Linked DNA regions of Mus musculus: region 1 is linked to region 2. A link is a contact called in public HiChIP or PLAC-seq data. All regions are on one chromosome and are shown on one strand. Each heading gives the region's core, a stretch centred on a gene start, on an enhancer-like site or on the middle of the called end of the contact. The rest is flanking DNA. Distances are from core to core; before and after follow the strand shown.

Region 1 (3,412 bases), core at 63-2,562, 150 kb before region 2:
TACATTTATTATTTTTTTGTGGGGGAAGGGCACACGTACCACACAGAGAACAACTGCGGAAAGAAACCCTCTCTTTCTGCCCTGTGGGTCCTGGGTATCAAACTCAGGTTGCAAGGCTCAGCAGCAGGCACCGATACCCACCCTTCCTCTTACATCTGTTTGTTTTGAGACTGCTCTCACTGTGTAGTCCCAGCTGGCCCAGAATTTGCGTGTGTAGACCAGGCTAGCCTGGAGCTCATGGAGAAAGGCCTGCACCTTTTGTCACCTGCTACTAACCACTATTCATTCAACGCACAGAGGCTTATGGTTGCTTACAGGCTGGGTTTTTATTGAACACGTGGGTTAGAAATAGATGCGGAGAGAGACCCTTTCATCCTCAGATCTGCTGGTGGGAAATCTGCTTCCTATTTACGTGTAGATGACTGAGAACACAGCCGGAACAACAATGGTCTCAAAACCGACAGCCATCAGCAAGAAGGGGGAAGAAAGAAAATGCTGCCTCAGCTCTTGCTGGAGAGAACTGTCTGCCTGAACAGTAGTTCAACTATGGAAGGAAAACAGTGTCGCCTGAAACGGACCCTCAAAGCTTCCATAATGCACACCATAGATCCCGCTGCCACATGGGGCCCAGCTACTGCCTTACTCAGGAGACCCAGGAAGCTTCTATGCTCCCTGCACTGTGACTCTTCACACTTCAGTCCTCACTTCAGCACAAGCTACATTGATGTTTTGTTCTGGTTTGGTTTGGGTTTGGGTTTGGGTTTGGTTTGGTTTGAGACAGATTTCTCTGTGTAGTCCTGGCTGTCCTGGAGCTCACTCTGTAGACCAAAACTGTCCTGGAAGTCAGAGATCCACCTGCCTCTGCCTCTCAGTGCTGGGATTAAAGGCCTGTGTCTCCACCACCCAGCAAAACTACATTCTTTACTTTGGGGTTAAAGAACACAGGAGAATACTTTGGAGAAAGGTTGAGTTTTGTTTTGTTTTTATAATATACTAGTTAGTTAGTTAGTTAGTTAGTTAGTTAGTTTTGAGACAGGGTCTAGCTATATAGTCCCAGCTATTCTGCAACTCTCGATATAGAACAAATTAGCCTTGAATTTATGACAGTCTTCCTGCTTCTGCCTCTGGAATACTTGAAAATGGAGTTGCAACCTATATTCTGTAAAGTGCACTGATCTTCAGGAAAGAATTCCAGTAGAAATTCCGGTGGTTTTTTTTACATCACATGCCTGTGGAACCCTACCCCAGACATGGAACACTCCAGTCACCACAAGGCACTCCCTGTGTTCTTTCCTGTCCCTACCCTATACCCCACCCTAGCCTGCCAGGAAATTGTGCACTGCACTGATGGCCTGTGCCAGCAATGTTTCAGCCTGCTCTAACTGATAGTGTGGGCTGAGCCTCCTGGGACTCAGCTCTTCCTTTCCTGTGCTCTAAGGCCAGGTAAGTCCAGGAAGACCCATCGTACAGACAACAGCTTCTCAGGGACCCCACCTAGTGAGAGCAGGGCCTGTCCCTACTGTCCTAATTATCATGAGACAGACCCCAGGCCTTGACCTTGAGCCTGGCCTGCCAGGCCTTCCTCCCTTGCATACTGAGCACTGAGCATAGAAACTCAATATATAACTTAGTCTTTCTAGAGTAAGAGGCAAGACCAGATGGGAGAGCTCAGAGTTACTGTAACTGGAGTCTGCCAACCTGGATTTCAGTCTTCTGCTAGCTGTGAATCCTCCTTCAGCCCTACCCCTGCCTCTCCCAGTTTCTTTTTCTCTAAAATGGCATTAAAATGAAGCCTTTTTAAGAAGCTACCCAAAGCACGCTATAAACCCACAAGTGCTATAGAAGCATAAAGAGTCATTACTGTTACCATAATAAATTCCCAGACCCTGTATGGGATGCAGCCCAGGGACTGCTTATCCAGGTAGGTTACAGTGGTCTCTGACTACAAACCCCATAGCACCACCATCTTCTTCAAAGGAAGGGACCTGGGGTCTTCTGGGAATCTCTGGAAGGCTTTGATATTGCTTCTTTGCTACTTTAATTGCAGTTATGATTTATTGAAGGCTCATCGTGTGTCAGGTAAAGCACATAAAACTGAACATGCCAGAGTTAAGCGTCGGCGGTGCACGCCTGCAAGTCCAGGAGCTGGGCCATAGAGGTAAGAGCATCAACTACATAGTGAAATCTACATGATGCCCCGTCTCAGAAAAAAACAACAACAACTCTTAGCAAGTCTTCATAGGGCCTGCTGACCTGCTGTTGTCCAAATACACAAGAGATTAAGGAGCATGTTCAAAGTCATGTAACAAGAGATAGAGCAACAATAGCAAGTGATAGACTAAAAGGAAATAAAACTTGAGACATGTGATTCATGTAATTTATGTCAAATAGCCCAAAGAGTTGTTTATGAGCTTTAAAACCTGGGGCTGAGAACATAGCAGAACAGGCCAAGACATGCCCAGGCAGGCCCTTTGTTACATGTCCTGACTGGCCTGGTGCCACCCTATCTCCCACCCTTCTGACAGTCTGTTGATGTTTAAATGGACCAATCATGTAAAACTGCGCCAATTCCTCCCCCAGCCTCACCCCTTTTCTATAAAAACCCCTAGCTTCCAAGCCTCAGGGTCGAAACCACTGTCTCCTGTGTGAGATACGTTTCGAACCGGAGCTCCGCCATTATGGCTCCACCATGTGGTCGACACCTCTGTCTCCTATGGGAGATATGTGTCGGCCTGGAGCTCCATCATTAAACTACCTCATGCTTTTACATCAAGATGGTCGTCTGTTTGTGATTCTTGGGTGCGCGCCGAACGGAAATTGAGTGGGGGTTTCCCCACTAGGTTCTTTCAAGGCCTAGAGTTTGAACCGTGAATTATGATTAGATTTGTTTTATGTGCACCCCTTGCCTATGTGTATGGATGTAAACCATGTACGTGCCTATTGCCTATAAAGGAGGTCAGAAGAAGGTGCTGGATCCCCTGGAACTGGAGTTATTACAGATTATTGTGAGCCACTATGTGGGTGCTCAGAATTGATCCCAGGTTCTCTGGAGGAGTAGCTAGTGTCCTTAACCACTGAGCCATCTCCCCAACCCCTGTACCCTAAAGTTATCCTGAGAACCCTATGATTCCTGTCATGAAGGAGAAATAATATCTGCCTTGTATAATTGAAACCCTGTGTGAGAGAATTTGACATATACTGATGTCTGTAAAGGCTCGCTTCCCTTTACACCAGACGTGCAGCCGGTGAATTTGGAGGAATAGATGCTAACATCTCAATAGCTTCCAGGCACCACTGAAGAGCGTGATCAGAGGGTCCCTGGTGCAAACACTTAACACTTTGCTGGGCATCCTATCCAGCCTGCCCTAAACACTTGCAGTTAAACATTCTACAGCATGACGGAATAACAGTA
Region 2 (3,518 bases), core at 642-3,141:
TAAAGTTGCCTTGGCCGGGAGGCAGCCACCTGACTGGAGAAGCTAAGTCTTAGTAATGGTGGACAAAGGCTCTTAGGTTAGAACTGCCCTCCTCGGGGGAGTCCCTTATGGCCATCCTTGGGGAAGATGGCACCTGAAAACCAGACCACCCATGGGGCCAGGGTGTGGCTGGGAGGCTTAGCCTCCTCATCATGGTCTCTGAACCAGTTTATCTTATGGTACTTTCTGTGGAGAAAGGGCTTTTTCACTCCCACAGTGAACACCAGCTGTGGACGGCCAACCCCAAGGTTTATAGAATGATAATTCTACTTTGTCTTACATGACAATGGTGGTTTATACTTCTGCCCTGGTAGTAGCTCCATCCAGACCTGCCACCACTCGGTCTTGACCCAGGCCTCTCGCTAACCTTGTTTTGTCCCCTCTGCATCCAGCTGAGCTGGATAGGACCTTAGCTGGATAGACAGGTGTCCACTGAACCAAGTACAGAGCCCATGGGATGCCCAGCAGGGTTAAAGGCTAGACTAGAAGTATACTCCGTAAATTCCACATTGCTATCAAAGCTTGTGGTCTCAGATGTAGTGAGGAAACCTCACAACGTGGTTGTAAGAGTTAAATAAAGTGATCACAAGGACTGCGTACTTGTCTGGCACACTTGTCATGTTAAGGAAACAGCATATGTTGGAGCTAGACTGCCTGCGTCCTAATCCTAGCTCCCTACCTCCTAGCCATGTGACCTTGGGTAAGTCACTTACCCTGTCTGGGCCTCAGATTTCCCATACAATGGGAATACTATGATTTTATTCAGTTGTGATGATAAGATGAATTTAGAATATTAGCTGGCCTATATAATACATGCTGTATGAGTGTTAGTTAGCCATTGTTGAAGTTATCGTCATTATAATTAATACTACCCATCATTTTCTGTAAGTGAAACCCAGAGCTCTGCAGGGGGTGGGAAGTCCTGAGACTCACAACGTTTGGGTCACTTTCTCACCCTGGGGCAACCCAAGCCAGATCAGATGTCTGTTGTGCCTCCTGTTCCAACCATAGGCAACTTGGAGCTGGAGGTACACTTGAGATGCCCCAGTAGGCCGTTAGGGTGACAGGTGTGGGTTGGTTGTCTCCTCCAGGGAGAGGCAGAGTTTGCCCGAATCATGAGCATTGTAGACCCCAACCGCTTGGGGGTAGTGACGTTCCAGGCCTTCATCGACTTTATGTCCCGAGAGACGGCAGATACTGATACTGCAGATCAGGTCATGGCTTCCTTCAAGATCCTGGCTGGAGATAAGGTAGGATGTGCTGACGCTGAGACAGTGGGTGGTTACTGTAAATCGGTAGGATGAATGAAAAAGTCCGAGTGAAATAGGTTTGGAAGGAAGTTGAAGTAGATACTAAAATGGAAAACGTGACGTGTTTAAAATACCATATACAAGTGATATATTACTTGTAAATATATAATATGCACTTAAATATATATATGTACATACACACGGATGTCTCTGTTATATGTATGCACGCACGTATTCTACAGATCAAGTAGAGCGAGGAAATTAGAACACGGGTACTTAACATTCCCGGCAAGTTTACGACCTAATAGTTGCGGCAACGCCGCGTTGCTTTCCGGCCGCTGCCGAGGTTTCCGACCCTGACCATGCTTTCTCCGCAGAATTACATCACAGAGGATGAGCTGCGCCGTGAGCTGCCCCCTGACCAAGCCGAGTACTGCATCGCAAGAATGGCCCCCTACGCGGGCCCCGACTCCGTGCCCGGTGCTTTAGACTACATGTCCTTCTCCACGGCACTGTATGGCGAGAGCGACCTCTAACCCGCCCCTGCCTCCCTCCACCACCCCCCCACCCCCGGCCTTCTGCGCGTGCGCCCCACCCTGCTCCTCCTCCTCCTCCGCCCAGTCTGGCTGGCTGGGTTCATTATTTTCAGCTCAGCCACCAAGGGGGCAGAGCTCCGACCCAGGCGGCATCAAGCCTCCCTGCCCACAAAGTGACAGTTTACAAAATTATTTTCTGCAAAAAAGGATAAAAAAAAAGTTACGTTAAAAAAAAATTTTAAAAAGAAAAAAAAAAACAAACAAAAAACTACATATTTTATTATAAAAAAAAAAGTATTTTTTTCTCCACCAGTCTTAAATGGAAAAGAGGAAAAATTAACTATTTGCACCGAAATGTTTTTGTTGTGACATAGGAAAATAACCAAGCACAAAGTTATATTCCATTCTTTTTACTGAAGTTTTTTCCTCCTACCTGTTCTGTCTGCTGTATTCATTTCTCTAATTTCATGCCCACTTGGGGGTGGGGTAGGTGGGTACTCTCATCAGAGGCACATTGGTGCATGTGTGTTTGCTAGCTCACTTGTCCATGAGAATATTTTATGATATTAAAGAAAACCTTTTGAAATGGCTGCTTTTCAAAGAAGATAATTCATGGCTTCTCATTTTTCAGTCTCTTCAAAAGTGTGGCTGGCCTGTTTTATGACTGCAGAGTTGTTATGTTTTTTAATTTTGAATATTGCCTATTAAAGATAGGACAAACTTGGAGATTATGATGTTGCTTGGCACAGACTGTATTAAAACAACACTCCCGTGACATTACTTTGCTTGTTCCTTTGGCTGACTTCCAGAAGTGGGGGTGGGTTGTGTCAAGAATGGTGTGGGGTACCTGTCCTCACCCACCTCTAGATTTCTGAGCCTGGTTTGGTACATTCTCACTTCTTTAAGAGGAGAAGATGGCCTCCTCTATGTACAGGGGAAAGCTAACAAGCGCATGAAAGAGCCCCTGACGAAAACCCCCAGCTTTCTTGGTTCTCTGTGGCTGTCTGTGACTTCTCTGTGACCCCGACCATTTTGTTTTTGCTGCAGGGGACAGCTTGGATTGTGTCAGGGTTGTAGTCCTCTTTCCTACTCTAAGTGTTCCATAGAGTACTGGGGCTTGGTGGCAGGGTGTACAACCAGCCTATGCCAGGCCCTGAATTCAATCCCTTGAGACCCCAAAATGTGCCACAGATAGTAGCTGTTGGTCATTGCAGGGACTCAATGACAATGCAGATTGCCAGCATTCCCCCCATATCCAAACATATATGATGATAAGCTCCAATTTATCATTTGTTGTCTAAGAATATATGGTGGTGGTGGGAGCCTGTTGTTAGAATTTCCAAGACTACAGAGCAGAGCAAGAGCGATCATGGTTAAAATAACTTTGCAAGTAGAGATATGTCGAGTTGGGGAGTTCTGCCTGGGGGCGGTTTTAAAATCCCTGGCTGTGCCTCCTGAAAATGGTGGGCTGGCTCTTTGCCAGGTTCCCATTCATTAAGTGGTGCTGTTATAAAGTGATGGTAAATGGGTATGGAGCATGAGTGTTGGCTGTGGCCAATCTAAAGATTCTGTTCAGAAGGGAGAATCACTTGAAAGTAGGTCAATGGGTAGGCCCCTACCGCCAAGCCTGAAGGCCCAAGTTTGATCCCTGAGACCCACATGGTAAAGAGAACCAGCTCTCAAAAGTGGTCAT

Evidence for each region. HiChIP or PLAC-seq counts read pairs in DNA pulled down with a chosen protein or histone mark.
Region 1: a contact with region 2 is called in an H3K27ac HiChIP or PLAC-seq map of embryonic stem cells, with 6 read pairs. The contact joins two enhancer-like sites. A contact is called at or near these places in 5 of 484 Hi-C or Micro-C datasets (the N1E-115 cell line and embryonic stem cells), 4 of 115 datasets of contacts at active chromatin or transcription factors (all in embryonic stem cells) and 2 of 9 other capture datasets (adipose tissue and pancreatic islet).

What each region holds. Positions count from the first base shown.
Region 1 is chr12:80,317,166-80,320,577 of GRCm38.p6, reverse strand. No RefSeq gene overlaps it. Among named protein-coding and RNA genes, the nearest start is that of Gm29952, 48 kb to the right of the region's middle. Within about 2 kb of position 1,312, at least 66 of the 459 cell types and tissues checked have an H3K27ac peak or open chromatin away from gene starts, as enhancers often do. A contact at or near this core is called in adipose tissue and embryonic stem cells, where this site is marked.
Region 2 is chr12:80,166,629-80,170,146 of GRCm38.p6, reverse strand. Actn1 (actinin, alpha 1) reads left to right here. Exons shown (of 21, transcript NM_134156.3): 20 at 1,131-1,289; 21 at 1,667-2,605. The coding sequence ends at 1,825. Among named protein-coding and RNA genes, the nearest start is that of 2310015A10Rik, 36 kb to the right of the region's middle. Within about 2 kb of position 1,891, at least 235 of the 459 cell types and tissues checked have an H3K27ac peak or open chromatin away from gene starts, as enhancers often do. A contact at or near this core is called in adipose tissue and embryonic stem cells, where this site is marked.